Linked DNA regions of Triticum aestivum: region 2 is linked to region 1. A link is a contact called in public Hi-C data. All regions are on one chromosome and are shown on one strand. The core of a region is the stretch at or near the end of the contact, and the rest is flanking DNA. Distances in the headings are between cores, read along the strand shown. Region 1 holds the start of LOC123054229 (putative glucuronosyltransferase PGSIP8). Region 2 holds the start of LOC123054231 (serine carboxypeptidase-like 18).

The links. Hi-C and Micro-C count contacts between places; a contact is called where the count stands out from the background.
Region 2: a contact with region 1 is called in a Hi-C map of leaf, with 1.8 times the contacts expected there. The contact joins the promoter of LOC123054231 here to the promoter of LOC123054229 in region 1. A contact is called at or near these places in 3 of 5 Hi-C or Micro-C datasets (all in leaf).

Annotation. Positions count from the first base shown.
Region 1 is chr2D:526,289,134-526,294,912 of IWGSC CS RefSeq v2.1, reverse strand. It overlaps LOC123054229 (putative glucuronosyltransferase PGSIP8), which reads right to left and starts at 4,318. Exons shown (of 5, transcript XM_044477952.1): 1 at 3,739-4,318; 2 at 1,523-1,778; 3 at 772-973; 4 at 548-695; 5 at 1-120. The coding sequence starts at 4,016.
Region 2 is chr2D:526,461,431-526,466,770 of IWGSC CS RefSeq v2.1, reverse strand. LOC123054231 (serine carboxypeptidase-like 18) reads right to left here and starts at 1,558. Exons shown (of 13, transcript XM_044477953.1): 1 at 1,321-1,558; 2 at 1,046-1,191; 3 at 873-949; 4 at 653-775; 5 at 438-540. The coding sequence starts at 1,469.

The DNA.
Region 1 (5,779 bases), core at 3,069-5,568:
TTCTCCATTCTTCTGTTGTAGCAGAGCTTCGACAAACTAGGCCGTGCTAGTCGGTTCACTGCGATGACTCCAATGTACAGTAGAGCCTGGAATAATGCCATCGGTATCTCTGATGAATACCTGTTTGGCACCAAGTTCAAACATTGTCAGAAAAAGTAACTGATGATGTGTTTCCAAACTAAAATTTTGTGCAACATCATTCTACATAGCAATTAATGATGCTTCTTTACCCATACGAATTTTTAAGGGCATCACAAGTTCACAACCCCTACTTTATGGAATTCTATCCTAAAAGATTAAAGAAGCATCATAATGCGCTGTCTTGTGTATCTTTATTCTAAAGAAGATCGGTGGTGATTCCAGAAAGACATGCCACCAATCATATCAATACACACGAGTGCTAGTGTGCTACTACCATTTGACAAAATAGCCTTTTTCTTATCTGGGAGACTGGGACTACATTTCGTGCAAGGTACTATTAGTATCACAGTTTGAGAATGTAATAGAGATATGGATGACAAAAAAAGTTTCTAAAGAAACTACCCACCCCAGGTTTTCACGACGTTGTTCATGCCAAGAAAGTCCCAGAGGTAAAACTGGCCAAGACCACCAGTACCATGGCTTCATCCATGGAGCACTTGGAAATGTAACCACACTATTCGGTCCACACGGAATACTCCACCGGAGCTTCAAATCTGAAAGAAGTGCAGTTTATCAGTCTTAGCCAAGAAAATGCATATGGAATAATGATATACCGGTACTCATACTCACAATAATAAGAAGCATCCATCTGATAGCCTAGAGGAAGGCGATAATTTCCATCAAGTTTGGTTCCATTAGCTGGTGGATGGAACATTGGCTGATCAAGCAAGTCTGGGAAATAGCTAGCAAGGAAGCCTTGATCTGCACCATCTGGGTTTTCACGCCCAACAGCTAGCTCATGTAGCATGTTCTTAAAAACATCCATAGAAGGCTAGAAACAAAAGAGATCATAAGAATAGTCATGCTTTTTGTAAAAAAAAACACACAAAAAAAAGTTGATTAATAACTGTGAGAGTGTCGACAATAATTATTTTGGCGCATAACAAAGGGGTTTCAATGTTTTAGAACCATGACCAGTCCTTCTACAGCACAAAGATGGGTTCAAATTTTCTAAGTAAGTTAGTCTGCACAATACATATTTTTAAAACTTATGCATCACGCGTCTTAGATAAAAGCATTTATGTCAAAAAATACATTTAGATAAACGAACAACCTGTACTAAACAAGTTGACAACAAAACCACAAAGATCTATTTTTAACCCAACACAATAAATAAAGTAGTACGAAGCAGCAAATGACAGCTAGGTCGCTCGTAAAATGAAATACTGAACAACAAACAAAGCATCCAAAAATGATCTCAAAGGTTCCATGCATAACCATTGCAAATAACAAAGGAATAGCACAACTTTAGTCTTAGATCTGCAAAAGGATAATAATGTTTACAGAAGAAAGGAGATGTGTGCTGATTAAGTAATCCTACCTTCAGTACAAAGAGGCCTGTATGGAAGATGCAAGGGTTGATGAAGACTGCACAGAAGTGGCCACACTGAAATAACTCATCAGTGTTCTGGAGAAACATGTTGTCAGAGTCTAGCATAACAACTCGGTCATAGGAAACTAAGCTCCAAGCATACAGCTTATTTAAGGTCAACTTGAATCGTGAGTTGAAGTTATCTTGTTTTTCGTATGGGTTCTTCAAATTATCCACAGAGACCACCTTCACACCATCATCTTTCCTACAGAAACAGTTGGAGATGCATAAATAAATAACAGAATCAAGACTCTGCATGCCAAAAAAAGGTACATTCCAGATTAAGCATATTTAACAGTAATTAATGTATGCTGCATGATTTGCTTCAGAATACATGTGAATTCTAGCAGTAGCATGAGGCATTACAAGAATGTTACATTGAAAGATAAAATAAAAAGCATAATGCTTCACGCACTGCCATAATAACTGTTGTCACACAACTAGAGAGTGACCCCACCCGGCTTCATTTTTATTGCAACCTGGTCGCCTTAGTTTTCCTCTATACTGCCACTATTTTTCGTTCATGATCGGTTATAGTTCTCATATAAAAAATACTGTTGAATACACAGCTCGATAGTAACTGTCTGTTCTGATCCAAAATGCAAGTCTTTAGGACATTGACAGAGTCTTCAAGGTGGTAGGTACTTCAACCGTAGATTTCCATGTGAATATGTTGTCTCACATCATGATAACCATATATTATAAAAGTATATTTCATGATAAATCTAGTACTGTTTGATGTCCTGAATGCAGTAATTCTTAAATGTTTGACTGGCAAAATGCTATAAGGACCTGCATTTTGGATCAGATGTAGTAAGCTTCTAAACCTGAAACAACTCTCAACTTCTCACAATACAGTTTGAAGTTTTGAATGCATTAGTCCATATATTAAAGCCCACTTATGAAAATGCCCAAAGTTGACAATAATTCACAGGCTGATATTCTCTGGAACAGGGGAGAAAGTTTTGGCCACCAAGATACAGAGAAAACTTGCAAAACCACAAAACAAAGCTAGGATTTCCTGAAACGCAATCTTGTAGGCAAGGACTAACAAGCCATAACAGAGATAAATCAACCTAGTCTGACATCCAGATGCGGTCACTTAAACAGCACGACATATATGCCCAACTGAAATTACCTTTTACAGCTATATGCGGTCACAGTCAGTTAATCACCTAACAAGGACTCTATAAGTTATAGAACGTTGACTGGTCAAACCTTGTGACTTTCAGCAAATATCTAGCAGAAACACCAAGTCAATGGTCTAACACGAACTGTTCTACAGTGAAGAAATACTGGTTAACAATAAGGTAGGTAAAATGTGTGCAAATTGGTGGTGGAAATTCGCAGCTCAGGTCTCGCAATTTATCAACAAATATTTCAAAACGCAGGTGAGGTATTATTCTTAACAAACTTCAGTGACTTTGTGCCATTAGAGACGACCATTTCCAAGAAGCATACGAGAGCAACCGACTCAAAGACAGTAACCATTAGAGAAGACCATTTCCAAGAAGCAAGCATGTAACATATATATCGTCTATGCATCCGGAAGTACTGGAAGAAACAGTAACCAACAGGACAATGCGAAAAGTGCACTAAATGATCCGCGCGCCAAAACTGTTCACAAAAGTGCAAGATGAAACTGTAAGAACTTTACATATTTCAGAAACAGAGTAGCGCCACCTTTACCGGATACCCGATATGTTCAGAGAGTTGTACAGAAAGAAAATCAATTTTGAACCAAATAAGAAGAAGAAAGATGAATATATATGTCCATGCACTGAAACATCAATCAATCAAATATACACTGATCTTTTTTTGCGAAATAATCAAATAATCATTAATCGGCGTTGGGTAGAAACGAAGGCGTTCCACTGACCAACCAAAGTTCAGACGAAGGGGGTCGAATCAAATATGGCATGGAACTACCCAAGTTGCTACTAACAGAACATAGATGTAGCTATAAATATGCAGCAAGCAACGAACCAAGCCCGAAGTCAACCAGTGAAGCAATAGGGTTTTTTCAAGAAAGAGAAACACTCAAGCAACCCAGCTCGGCGTCGAATATCTACTCAATAGTCAACAGGGGGTGAAATTTTTGGCACCGCCCAACGATCCAAGGCAGAAAAGACGACAGGGGGGGGGGGGGGGGGGGGAGGGCTTACAGCGCCTGGACCCAGCGCGGCGGGACGTCGAGCGAGGCGATCACGACGCGGTCGGCGTCGGCGCCGAAGCCGCGCAGCGAGCGCATCATGACGCGCGTGGCCACGTAGAACTCGTAGTCGCGGGGCGTGCCCATGTACATCATCGCCGCGTACGCGTGCCGGCGCGGCCCGGGCTCCCCGACGGCCGCCTTGCTGTCCTCCGCGCCCGCCGCGGCCAGCGCTTGCGCCGTCACCCACGCGAGGACGAGGAGCCAGCGCAGGCCCGCGAGCCGCCCCATGCCGCCCGGGAACCTCCTGCGGGCCAGATCTAGCTGCGAGCCGGTATCAACGCGGCGGGGGCAGGTGCCCGTAGCATCAGCAGGCGGCGGCGAGCGGACGGAGGGGGGCGCCGCGGGAATGGGCGGGGTAGGGGGAGGGGGCGGACGGTGGCCGCCGGTGAGCTGCCTCGGGAGCTGGAGCTGGAGCGGCGCGCTGTTGTTGTTTCTTTGTGTTTTTCTCCTCTCCTCCGTGATTGCAGGCAGGTCGGCTTCAGCGGGAGTGGGAAAGGTGGAGCTGGTCAGCTGCTGGGAGTAGCAGAGAAGGGGAGACGGCGAGAATGGAGCTGCTCAAGTAGGAGTACAACTCCGTGCCCCGTAGACTGGTACAGTACACGCGGCACGTGGAAGACTAATCATGGTGTGCTACTGGCCGGTTGCTTCAGGGTGGGTTAACCCTGGTCAGGTCAGTCACGTTAGTCAAAGCAGAGTCCGCCGGTTTTAACAAGAGGTGAAGTTGACCAGTATCCCTTTTTTACCTCAAAATGACAGAACTCCTGTATTCGTTAAGGAGAGAATAATTGCTTGGTTAATTAGAGAAAACCATGCGAAAACCAAGTATCCAGTTAATTCTACAAAACCGAGCAAAAATCCGCACAACCGCTGAGCTGAGCGGCACACATAAGATACTATCCGCACACGCCACCCAATGAGGGCCTAAACGCAAGCGTCATGATCACCCCTTCTCCCCTAGAGGCGCCATCGCCATCCCTAAACCTTGAGCAAACGACTCCGACTTCGCCGAATGCAATCGTCGACGCAACCCATGCTGCACTGTACAGGTCGTGTCGAGTGATAAGAAGATTCGCGCCAAAATCCCAATCACCCGCGGCCAGACAACGCAACTCCGACTCTGACAAAGAACTAGACATGGATGGCGCTGCAGAAGATCACCGAACCAACCAGCTGTTGCATGTCATCATACGCCACCGGTCTAAGTGGTCTCCTGGCTAACACCAAAGTCCTAGTTTGTTTTATCTTTGGCAAAAAGGTGTGGATCCAAAATTCATCAGAAATGCGAAGCTTTTCAATATCTCATGAAAATTGCATCGAGATTTCTGAACCACCAAACCACCATTATCAGTGTCAGAATGAGCCGCCGACGTGTCGTTATCACCTCTCCCCTACTGAACCCAGTCTGACCCTGTCAGTGGAGCCAAAAAGTCTTCGTGCACGTGTTGTGAATCCGCAGTCGTCGCCATTTAACCCTTAAATCGATCTAAAGCTCCACTAACATTGCCGTCCCAAGAAGATAGCAAAATCTACGAGGAAGCTCCGTCAATTCCATCCTGACAGACGAACTCGAGGAGGATCGAAACCCAAATGACCAACTCAAAGAATAGACGCTGTCATTTGCCTGAACGTCGTCCTGCGAGGAGAAAAACCCTAATATAAACTACTAGCCTGAGCCAAGTCACCATGATTCTCCTCTACATCACCGACTGCTGGAGCGTCATGCTGTTGGGGATCGTAGCAGAAATTTAAAATTTTCTACGCATCACCAAGATCAATCTATGGAGTCATCTAGCAATGAGAGAGATGAGTGCATCTACATACCCTTGTAGATCGCGAGCGGAAGCGTTCAAGGTGAACGGGGTTGATGGAGTCGTACTCGTCGTGATCCAAATCACCGATGACCGAGCGCCGAACGGACGGCACCTCCGCGCACACGTACGGAGTAGCGACGTCTCCTCCTTCTTGATCCAGCAAGGGGGAAGGAGAGGTTG
Region 2 (5,340 bases), core at 309-2,808, 170 kb before region 1:
ACGATTGACAGCACGCACGCGGTTGAGATTTTTTTTTTGGTTTTTCAAATTAATAGTAGTAGCGCGGGTCACAGACACGCGCTACAGATAGTTAGTAGTAGCGCGTGTCGAACCCGCGCTACTACTAACACACGTACTAGTAGCGCGGGATGCATCGTGCTACTACTACTAGTTAGCTGTAGCGCCGTAGTAGCAGCGCAGGCACCCGCACTACTACTAGCTTTTAACCCGCGCTACTACTAGGCTTTTAACCCGCGCTACTACTAGGCTTTTTCCTAGTAGTAACACGTCACCACCTTGTTCTGACGACGGTAATGGTCCTTCGTTTGTCCAGGGATCTCCATGTATTATTATTTTTTATGTTTGGGGGTGCTCTGTGCTTGAAATTTTGTTATAATAGTTCCGGATCATATTTGGACAAAAATATACATACATACCTTCCGAGATCTTTTGAGCAATAAATGGTACAAGATGTCCAGCAAGGGAGTCTCCCCCGAGGTAGAGAGGATTTGTGAGGAACTTGGGATGGTCAGTGAACCACTAAACGTTGTCACGTGGATTGAACTAATTAGTACACAATCTTTCAAAGAAAAATGAACTAACCAGTACTCAGTCGAAGTAGACTAATTAGTGGTCGAGGTCGCTACGATACCTTGATGAGGAGTTCATGGAGCTGCAACGAGGTGGATACTTCCCCGACATCGTAGCCTTCGGGTCGTCTTGAAAAGGAAAATCCTGCCCCAACCGGTGTATCGACGAAAAGGATATTTGCCACCTGCAGATGGACACTATCAACACAGGACTGGACCTGCATATGTATGCACGATAGCCACTAGTACCTAGTAAGTTTTGATGTGCAGAACAAGACCGACCTTGGTCCATGAGTACGGATTGATTCTCAGGCGCGGTACGGTGCCATTGTAAGGCTCTGGGACGAACTGGAATGGACCTGCAGTTGCCACCATGCACATGTATGGAATAATATGATCTGATGTCGGAGAGCAACATGAGATTCGACGCTTCATAATGCAGAGAAAAGAAGTACCGATCTCTAAGGCGAGGCCGCTGAGCACCGAGCAGCGGTCGCCGCCGGTGAGCCAGAGGAGGAAAGGGGCGTCCTCCGCGCCGGCCTCGGACTCGACGAAGTAGTAGAACAGCTCGGTGCCGTTGTCCTCGTCCACCTCCACGTACCTTGTGATTGAGCAGCAGCGGCAGGTCATATAACCTACCCGATGGAGCCGATCAAGGACATCGCACTTCCTACCCTACCGCCTTGGTGCGCGGAAAAATAAGCTGAAGAAGAAAGCGAGGCATGGGTACCCGGTCTCGAGGTGGAAGGGGAGGCGACCTGGCAACCCGGGGAGGCTGGTCACCACCTTGGAGCTGAAGGCTGCGCCGGCGACGGCGAACTGTCGTGTGCTAACCGCGGTCCAGAAGAAGAAGCAGAGCAGCAGCAGCCGCCCGTCCATTCTACTTTCGCGATATTTTGGTTGTTCTCTGCGAGAGGCTGGTATAGGTTGATGACAGGGCGCTAGGCCACGGCATCGAGACCTGTCACCTGTGGTAGTGGATAGGCGACAAGGCATGGCCCATATACACCACCTGCCGTGGCGGTCCATCAATAATGCGATCCGCATTGATGAATTTAGGCCCTGTTTGGTTCATAAGTCTTAGAACTTTTTTTAGTCCCAACTTATAAGTCTCAAGTTCCTAATAAGTCCCTACTTGTTTGGTTACTGAAACTTAACATGGACTAAAAGACCATATTACAACTATAAGTCCCTATAAGTCCCTTCTTGAGAGTCTTATTTCAGAAGTCCCAAATGCCCACTTTAAGTCCCTATAAGTTCCTCTTGTTTGGTTTATTTAAGTCCCTACACCAATAAGTCCCTGTAACCAAACACCCCCTTATGAACATGATTCAAGTATTCCCTGCTGATTTTGCAACATATATCATCATCATGGCATGCTGGCACATATGGATTCAGAGAAATGCAAAGATTTTTGAAGCAAAAGCTCCTTCGATTCAGTCTTGGAAAACTGCTCTTGCCAGGGATTTACAATTGGTCATTCTCAGAGTGAGAGTTAAGCACAGAGAAGCTTTTAGTCAGTGGACTGAAGCACATTTTAGTTAAGAGCTCCTTTACGGTGATTGGGAAAGTACTGGCAGTACTTTCGAGTACTTACCCCTCCGATTTTTATTAGCCGTCCGATCTGGTGGGGGATTAAAAATGAATTAACCTAATTAGTTTAATCAGAGAAGGGCATAATGGTCCAGGGGAAAATATTCTGTTTTCAACCAATCACGTCCACGACGTCTAGATCCAGTCCTCGTTCTCGTCAAGTTCTCGTTCTCGTCCTCTTCCTTCTGTGCGACGAGCCCGGCGAGAGGAACCAACACCGTCGTCGCCGTCGTCCTCGTCCTCCACCTCGTCCCATTCACTATGAACGACGTGCCCGGAGGCAGGAAGAAGATTAAGGCGCGACATTTGCGGCAGCAGTGTCGGAGGCGACGGTGGCGGCGCTATAGGAACTCGCCCCCGCCGATCACATCGCTTCCGGGCTTGCATCCTAAGGTATGAATCGCCCGAATCTCAACTCCTCCCCGTTTGATTGCCCCGTTGGAAGTGACTCTTGGCAAAAACTCCAACTTCCTCGTAGATGGATCTATACTCTGCGGTTGGCCCCTCGGTTAGGCCGCCGGGAGATATCAATGCTTGTTCTGAAAGTAGGCTTGTTTTTCTTGATGCAGCAGGAGATATCAATGCCTGCGGGAGATATCGCCATAAACTTAGTTTTTTTCGTAGCCTGCACTTCCTACTTAGATTTGTTTAGTCATCATCGATTTAGGTTTCCCTAGTGCATGCAATTCAATTTAGAATTTTATCATCATCCATGGTCACTTCACTAGTTTATGGGGGACCCAGTTTATGGACGTTTATGATTGCTTGCCATAACATGTACAAGGAGCAAAGTTTAAAATTCCACGCAAGATTTTGTACTCGGTTTTGCATGCATTTATATTTGTCCTTTCAGATTTTTATTCGTCTGAATTGTGATGCACGAAGACATGGCGGATGTAAGTCACGAGTCAATGATGGAGTACTATCATATTGCCAAGATGTTTAATAGTGAGGATGAAGGTTATAGATTCTATAACAAATATGGTCTTGAGAAAGGTTTTAGTGTCCGCAGAAGTTATGTCGAGTGGGATGAATCCAACTGCCATATAATTTTAAGAAAATTTGTGTGTAGTCGTGAAGGAGTTCGTGAAGAGAAGCACATGAAGAGGAAGATGGAAGATAGAAAGAGGAGGCCACGGAGTATAACTCGTGTAGGGTGTAAAGCTAAATTGGTGATTGCAAGACAGGAGGAAACAGGTCAGTGGTTTGTCAAGGATTTCATCGATGAACACAACCATCCTCTAGCCCCACGGGATCTGTCGTGTCTTTTACGTTCACACAGAAGAATTAGCGATGAGCAGAAAGCGGACATTGCAGACATGGAAAAATCTGGGATCAGGAAACACCATATTATGGATATTATGTGCATGCAATACGGTGATATGATGAGGTTGGATGCATTATGAGGGACATTTAGAATTTCTGCCATGCTAACAAGCAGGAAACAATTTCTTCCGGGGATGCTCAAATGGTGATCAATCACATGGTGGCGAGGCAAGAGCAAGATTCAGATTTTTTTCTTCAGGTACTTGGTTGATGAAGCTGCCATCTGAAGGGACTGTTCTGGTGTGATAGTCAATCCCGACTTGACTACGAGGCTTTCAGAGACGTTATTGTTTTTGATAGCACATACAGAACCAATAAGTACAATCTGCCATTTGTGCCGTTTGTCGGGTTGAATCACCACCGCAGCACCGTTATTTTTGTATGTGGTATCATTTCACATGAAGCAAGCGAGGCATACGAGTGGATGTTACAGACCTTTTCTGATGCTATGGGACAGAAGCATCCTATATCTGTGATCACGGATGGGGACCTTGCAATGCAGAGAGCAATCAGGGTGGTGTGGCCTGACTCAAACCATAGGCTCTGTATATGGCACATTCAGCAGAACATTGTACGCCATCTGCATGATGACGCGGTAAAGGAGGAATTCAGATCTTTCATATATGATACATCTTCCATTGAAGAGCATGAGAGAAAATGGTTACACTTCTTACAACGGAATAAAGTAACAAGTGAGGACTCCTGGCTGCATCAGATGTATAAGATGAGAAAACTGTGGTGTGCTCCATATCTTAAGGGCTGTTGTTTCCTAGGACTGAGCAGCAATCAGCAGAGTGAGAGTTTAAACTCGGTGCTACATACGCATCTTGAGGCTAAGATGACGTTCTTTCAAATGCTAGAGCACTATGAGCGTTGCCTTGCGTCGCGACGCTTGAACGAGGCTCTCCAAGACGTCGAGGCCTTGCAGTCCGTTTCATTCACAGAGGAAAATGCTTCAGTTCTTGAGAAACACGCCGTGAAAGTTTTCACTCCTGTTGTGTTTAAGTTGGTCTTATGGAGCATAGATGCTGTCAAAAAATGTGAGATCAGAGAGGTACTTGATGCAGCAGAAGTTATCACATACGTTGTGTCTAAGAAGGAAAGAATGGATAAAAAGATCGGAGTGCGCACGGAGTCGAAGGAAGGTCTGCTTCGCAGTATCAGTTGTTCTTGTCGCAAATTGGAATGCGTAGGCACACCATGTTCCCACATATTTTACATATTGAGCATTTTACAAGAAGAAACACTGCCCATGTGTTGTGTTCTCACTAGGTGGACAATGAGTGCAAAATGTGCATTCGCACCGACCAGAAAGAGCGAGCTATATGCATACTCTGCAGCCCTACAAAGGTACCGTAAGCTAAGGAATTTTAGTCACGCAGCATGTTTCAAGGCATGCCACTCTGATGAGGCGTTTCAGCATCTAAAAAGGGTTTTGGAAGGACAAGATGTTTGGAAGGGATCAACAAGTGAACAAGCTGATAGCAAGGGATCAATTAATGCTCAGGGTAACAGCATTACGTTTGGCTCGTTGATGCCACAATCGGCTAACCTTGAAGGTGAAGGTTTCGAAAAGGTTCTGGATCCCGTCCATGTGCCAGGCCGAGGTGCTCCGAAGAAAAGGCTACAGGCAAAGATGAAGAAAACAAGAACAAAATGTAGATGTAGCTATTGTCATGAGGCAGATGGTCACAATCGACGTACGTGCGCCAAATTGATAGAGGTACCTAATATGCCGTAATTTAATGTTTTCATGTGTCCAAATATATTTCATGGCATTAATAATATCCTTATGTGTAGGATCTCAAAGCAAAACTATGATAGCTACAAC